Regions from separate parts of the Sus scrofa genome. Here region 1 is linked to region 2. A link is a contact called in public Hi-C data. All regions are on one chromosome and are shown on one strand. Each heading gives the region's core, a stretch centred on a gene start, on an enhancer-like site or on the middle of the called end of the contact. The rest is flanking DNA. Distances are from core to core; before and after follow the strand shown. Region 1 overlaps RARA (retinoic acid receptor alpha). Region 2 has its middle 11 kb from the start of EIF1.

What was found. A called contact is a pair of places that touch in the nucleus more often than the background predicts.
Region 1: a Hi-C map of liver shows a contact between it and region 2, with 4 times the contacts expected there. The contact joins two enhancer-like sites. A contact is called at or near these places in 2 of 5 promoter capture datasets (fetal liver and liver) and 1 of 47 Hi-C or Micro-C datasets (liver).

The regions. Positions count from the first base shown.
Region 1 is chr12:22,058,419-22,061,357 of Sscrofa11.1, forward strand. The region is part of intron 2 of RARA (retinoic acid receptor alpha); the gene reads right to left. Among named protein-coding and RNA genes, the nearest start is that of GJD3, 20 kb to the left of the region's middle. Within about 2 kb of position 1,468, at least 27 of the 83 cell types and tissues checked have an H3K27ac peak or open chromatin away from gene starts, as enhancers often do. A contact at or near this core is called in fetal liver and liver, where this site is marked.
Region 2 is chr12:20,986,316-20,989,446 of Sscrofa11.1, forward strand. No RefSeq gene overlaps it. Among named protein-coding and RNA genes, the nearest start is that of EIF1, 11 kb to the left of the region's middle. Within about 2 kb of position 1,561, at least 35 of the 83 cell types and tissues checked have an H3K27ac peak or open chromatin away from gene starts, as enhancers often do. A contact at or near this core is called in fetal liver and liver, where this site is marked.

The DNA of each region.
Region 1 (2,939 bases), core at 218-2,717, 1.1 Mb after region 2:
AGATTCCCAAAGGGCCGCTCGGCATCTTCCTGAGGCCTTTGCCAAGTTCGCTTGTCCAGGGCTGGGGGGGGGTGGCAAGGCTGCCTCCTCCCACACCCCAGAATCCTACCTAGTCTCACCCTTGACTCCAGGACACGAGGCCCTGGAATTCAAAGGGGCCCAGAGTTCCTGCCCAAACACCTCCTAGCACCTCATGACTCACAGGGCCCCAAAGTCCAGGCACAGAGAAAAGAAGCACCTGCATGGGGGCGGGGGCGGGGCAGGGCCCGACTAGCTGCATCCCGATACCCTCCCCCTTTACCTGCAGACACAGCCAGGGACTGCCAGGCAGTTGATGACAGGGAGCCAGGCCAACAACCTTGGCAGGACTTTCCTGGCTCTTAACTGGGCCTGGGCACCGCTTTCCTAGTCAGCCTGGCTGACCAATACTGCCATGGCCCCATGGCCCTGGCCCTGCCCAGGGACCAGCCTGCAGCAAAGGCACAGTGGATGCCCACACCCTCACAGGTCCACAGACTCTTCGCTGATCTCCCCCACTCTCTGCTCCTCACCCCAAATCGAACGGTCCTGGCCTGGTTTTCCCCTGCCTCACTCTCCCGGAGGCCAGACAAGCAAATCAGACAGGCGAGAGGCCTGAGAACAGCTGCTGGGGGTGGGGGGCGGGGTTGGGGGGCCTGGGTGAGGCCAGGAGGCAGAGGGGTGAGCGACAAAGGAGCCCTTTGTTGTGCTAACTTTTTCCAAGACGTAAAAGGAGTAACAATAGACAATCCAGACTGTTGGGGGGGGGTGTCAAGGACAAGGGGAGGTGGGGGGACCATGGCCTAGAATCTCGTCAGCGTTCCAACAAGCAAGGATGGAGTCGCTGACCTCCCCTCCTCTCCCTCCCCATCCAACCTCCGCCTGGGGCCCACCTCCCCGAAGGCCCCCCACCTTAGAGGTGGACCAGACAGGACCCAGGGAGCTTCAAGGCACAGAGCGGGGCTCAGAGAGGGGAGGGGCCGTGGGGAGACACATGGGGGAGATCTGGCTGAGGGACAGACAGCTCTAAGGCCAGGGACCGACTGAAGGGGCAAAGACCTGCAGAAATTTGGAGCTAAAGGCAAAGTCCAGAGGCTCTTTGTGGAACTGGAAGAATGTGCTTTTTAAACGTGTTTTTTAGCAGGAGGGCGGAGATAACCTGAGGTGAGGGGGACACACTTTGAGTTCAAAGAGCCCTCCCTTGGGCCCACCCCACAGCAGCGGGCTGCCTCTGAGGCAGTGACACGGGCTGCACCCCCACCCCCCAGCACACCCCCACCTGTCACCCAGGTAACAGCTCTGAGGTTTCCCACTGCGCCCTTTGAACCCAGAACCCTGGCCCAGTCCCCACCTCCCCGGCCTCCAGCCAGCAGCCTAGGGGAGCAGGGTCCCCTCACAGCCGCTGCGAGAGTGAGGCTGCTGCCTTAACTCTGCATGCCCGACCCAGGAGAGGAAGGACGGCCGCGGCCGGGCCCCTCCCGGCTCACCTCCCTCCCCAGAGGGCCCGGCCCACGAATCTCTCCTCTTCCTGCAGAAGGACGAGGCGGGAGGAGCGCCACACCTTCTCGGCTCAAAGTTCCAGCGCCCAGCGGAGGGCTGGCACCGGCCCAGGGAGCCAGGCGTGCCCTCCCGCCCGCGCTGCCACCGTGCCCCTCCCCCGCTCGGCTCCACCGCGGGCGGGCGGGCAGGAGGCGCGGAGCGCTCGGGAGTCCCCGCGCCCCACAGCCGCTCGCAGCCTCGCACAAGGGGCCGGTTTCCTGGAGGAGATCAGCAGGAAATCAGCCGGGCCCCCGGCCAGCGGCTCCCCTCCCAATCCAGCTGGCGCCCGCTCCTCCGCGGCTCCCCTCACGGCCCCCGGGGAGGGCTGGGGACGGGGCGCGGGGCCCTGGGTCCGCCCTTCCTCCACCCCGGAGAAGGGTGGGGGTGGCTCTGGGTGCAGCGCGGGCGGCGGAAGAAGGCCCCTACCCAGCGGCGGCCGATAAGCATCTCCCCCTCCCCCCACTACGGGCATCCACGTGCTTCACATTCTTGGACGTCTGGGAGCGGGCGGAGGCGTGAGCGGCGAGATTGGTGGGGGACAGATGGAGAGCCACATCCTGTGTACCCCGTGTCCTCTGGTGCCCCGAAACGCGGGCTCCGCGGAGGGAGGCACGGTCCCCAGGGCCCTGCAGGATCTGCAAGGCCTCCTCCCACGGCCAACCTACCATCAATTCCGACCTTCGCTGGAGGTGGCAGAAGGAAGTGGGGCACTGAGCGTAAGGGGACTGGAGGGCTCCCTGTCACCGGAGAACCTACACGTACTACACCGAGGGGTTCGGCAGTGACCCCGTGTACTCCAGATAGTCAGGTCGCCGCCCTACAGGTCCCTCTTGTGGCCCCATGACAACTCCCACAGCCACCCTCCAGCCTACAGCCTTGGGAGCTGAGCCCCCGGCTACACACCTACACCAGGAGCCTGGGAACAGGGAAGGCCAGGCCTTCAGCTCCACCCCAACAGGCCTCCACTTCCCCAAGGCCAGCTGGACTCCAGCCTCCTCACACACACCCCACTCCCCCAGTGTGGAGCCAGGAAGAGCTGAACAGCCCCCAGAGGCTAGAGCCCAAGGTCTCAGATCCCAGCTGCCCCGCCCCAGGCCTCTGGCCAAGGCGGCCAAGGCTGTGGAGGAAGTGACCCTGGCAGCCAGGCCCCAATGATCCCGCTTAGCAGGGGACACCCTCCTCGAGTTCCGAGAGGATGTGAAGGAGGATCCCGGCATGGGTCACACCTCTCACCTGTGCCTTTCTGCTTTTACAAAAGCCCACCCACGTTCACGCCTCCCTCTCTCCCTCCGTCCCCAGCCTGCAGCCTCCCAGCCAATCTGCCCCAGGGGCAAAGGTCAGGGGGCAGGACAATAGAAAGGCTGTGGGGTGAGGTGGCTCTG
Region 2 (3,131 bases), core at 311-2,810:
GCAACGCCGGATCGTTAACCCACTGAGCAAGGGCAGGGACCGAACCCGCAACCTCATGGTTCCTAGTCGGATTCGTTAACCACTGCGCCACGACGGGAACTTTAGAACTTCTTTAATTAAGGCCCAGCTTTAATTAACATCTCTTTCTTTCTCTCTTTCTTTCTTTCTTTCTTTCTTTCTTTCTTTTGTCTTTTCTAGGGCTGCTCTCACGGCATATGGAGATTCTCAGGCTAGGGCTCTAATTGGAGCTGTAGCTGCCAGCCTATGCCAGAGCCACAGCAACAACAGATCCAAGCCTCATCTGCGACCTACACCACAGCTCACGGCAACGCCGGATCCTTAAGCCACTGAGTGAGGCCAGGGATTGAACCCACAACCTCACGGTGCCTAGTCGGATTCGTTAACCACTGAGCCACAACGGGAACTCCAACATTGCTTTCTTGATGCCTCCCTCCATCTTTTGGAATCTTTGGCAGACCTTCTATTTTGGTGGGTATCTGAGTTGAGCTTTGAACCATGTCACTTAGAGGCCACTTGGCCAGACTGTATTCTGTAAGTGAGCTGTAAAAGATCGAGCTGTGCCTTGTTCCTTTTTTGTGTGTCTCCTGGAGCACAGCGCTCAGTTTCATTCTACCCAAGCGTTAACTTAGAACTTCAGGACCAAGGCAGTGCCCAGGAACAGGCGCACTTCCTGCTATGGCCACAAGGTGGCAGCACAGACCGGACTTCAGGACAGGTGAGGTTTCCTTCACGCCCTTGTTTCCACTACCTTCCCAGCCTCCAAAGTCCTAAAAGGTAACCTGGTCCCCTCGAAATGTGTGGAGAGTCCTCTCTCTAGGGCTGGGGTGTTAGGGCGACGTTAGGTGTGCGGTAGGTGTGCCAGCTGGCGGCCTACTGTGAGTGTGCGCTGGTGTTTCCTGTACTGCTCCCTCCCAAGGTCCCTTTTCCAAGAGAGACCCTGGTGGGACGGAGGGCGCCCTGAGCAGGGCGTGCCAGGTTTGGGTCCTGGTTCTGCATTTGGGCAAGTGTCTGTGTACCAGGTAAGGGCCGATCACAGAGTCCAGCTCGCATCAAATGCCCATGAAGACTCCTCTTTCTATTCTCTCCCAGACCCCTTGCCCCAGTTTTCCCAAAGGCCAAACGGTTGCACTAAAGACGGTCAACTCGTTCTTTCCCTTTCTGGGATTCTATGTGGCCCAGCAGAAGGGCGAGGTACCAGAAGAGGGGCGACGTTGGAGCAGCGAGGGACTTTAATCCTTTGCTATTATTATTAACGTCCTTTCCTGCTCCACGTCTGATGTTTCAGACCAGCTGAGAGAGCAGGGGCGGTTCTGGGGGATGTAGGGACGAAGGAAAAGTGCTTGCGGAGAAGAGAGGACAATGACGAAGGACAATGACGTCTGTGGAGGGTCAGGGACCGCCTGGGGCTTCCCTGGGCGAGGGGGTGAGCGGGGAAGGGGCGGGACCACCCCCGGGTTGAGCCTTTCTACCCTGAGCGCGGGGTTCACAGGGAGAGCGGGGGAGGCGGGGGCTGGGCGGGAGGAGGGGCTGCGTGTACCCGCCCCCCGAGTAATGTCGGGCCTTCCCGGCAGAGGGCGCCCGAGCACGCAGGGCTCCGTTTTGGTTTCTTCCAGTTTTTTTTGTTTGTTTTTTACGGAGGGTGGGTTCGCTTCCTGAGCTTCCGCACTTCTCCTGGGATGCGATGAGGGGAGGGTGCTGCTGGCTAAGCTGGGGAGCTGTGGGCATTGTCACCGTTTGTAATTGCGCTCGCCTGCGTCCCGAGTGGCAATGGTGGGTTTGCATGTAATCAGCGCAATAATCATTCATTCATTCATTCATTCAGCTAACACTACTGAGCACCCGCCAGGCAGCAGGCCCTGCACTGGGAGTGAAGTGGCAAACGAGGAGCACGCGCAGATGATCAACATCCACGACCCACGTCATAGGTCAGCCCGGGGCGCTAGGGGAGCCACGAGGAGGGGTGGAGCCCTCTTCCTACCATCCCTCTCAAGGGCATCCACTCTGAGCTAAGCAGGGGTATGCTTCTTTCGCAGGAGAGAACTGAGGTTCAGAGAGGTTAGGTGAGGGGCTCAAGGCCACACAGCCGTTAAGGGGATGAGCTGGGATTTGCACCTGAAGCCTGGTTCCAGAGCACCTTCCCACCTGCCCTGCGAGACCGCCTTTGTCAGGGAACAGTCACTGAGGCTGTGAGGGGGTGAGAGGCTGTCCTGGGGTCAGGGAGGCCACTTGACTCGGGTATGCCGTGAGCAGGACAGGAGCCTGTGGGCACGGGATGTTACAGGTGGCTGATTCATCCCAGAAGGAAGGAGTACTTTCTAGTAATCAGAGCTGCCCAGTCATGGAATGGGTGAGCCTGAGGAGCAGCGGTGCCCTGCGTTTTCCCGATCTTTTTTTTTTTTTTAATGTCAAACTATAAATTTATTTAAAAATTTTTATTAGAGTGTAGTTGATTTACAATGTTCTGTCAATTTCTGCTGTACAGCAAAGTGATCCCGTCACACATATACATACATTCACCTCTTCCCAGTTCTTGTAGGGGCTACCCGTTGACGTTGGCACATCCACCGAGCATTGGAGGCTCTGCCTGGGACAGCTCCCCGCTCCCTCCAGCCCCATCTCGCCCCTCCTCTGGTCACTCCCTGTGTTCCTGCTTCTCAGGCCTTCTTTCAGCACCTTGCTGGGTACACTCACCCCTGCACCTTTGCAAAGACACACTCCCTCCTGTCTGACTAACGCATCCATCTTCAGCCACTTCAAACCTTCCCCGATGCCCTACGTGCTGGTCTGCTGGGTTAGGGTTCTCTGCTCCCTCTAAACATTCCTCCTCAAGCCTTACTGCAATTATCGAGTAACAGCCGTTCCAGGAGACTGTCAGATGCTTGTGTCAGGCACACCGTTTTGTCCTCAGTGCAGCACAGTGCCTGGCTTGGTGCTCAAGAAAGGTTTGTTGAATGAATGAATAATGCATGAAGGCGAGAAAGAATGAAAGAAGCATGCAAAGCCCAGTGCATGGTGGGGGGACGTGGGTCAATTCGAGATCTTTCAAGTCTCTTCCAATCACCTCTGGCTGAAGCTCGAATTCCATGCTCCACCCCCTAGGAAATGGAGAC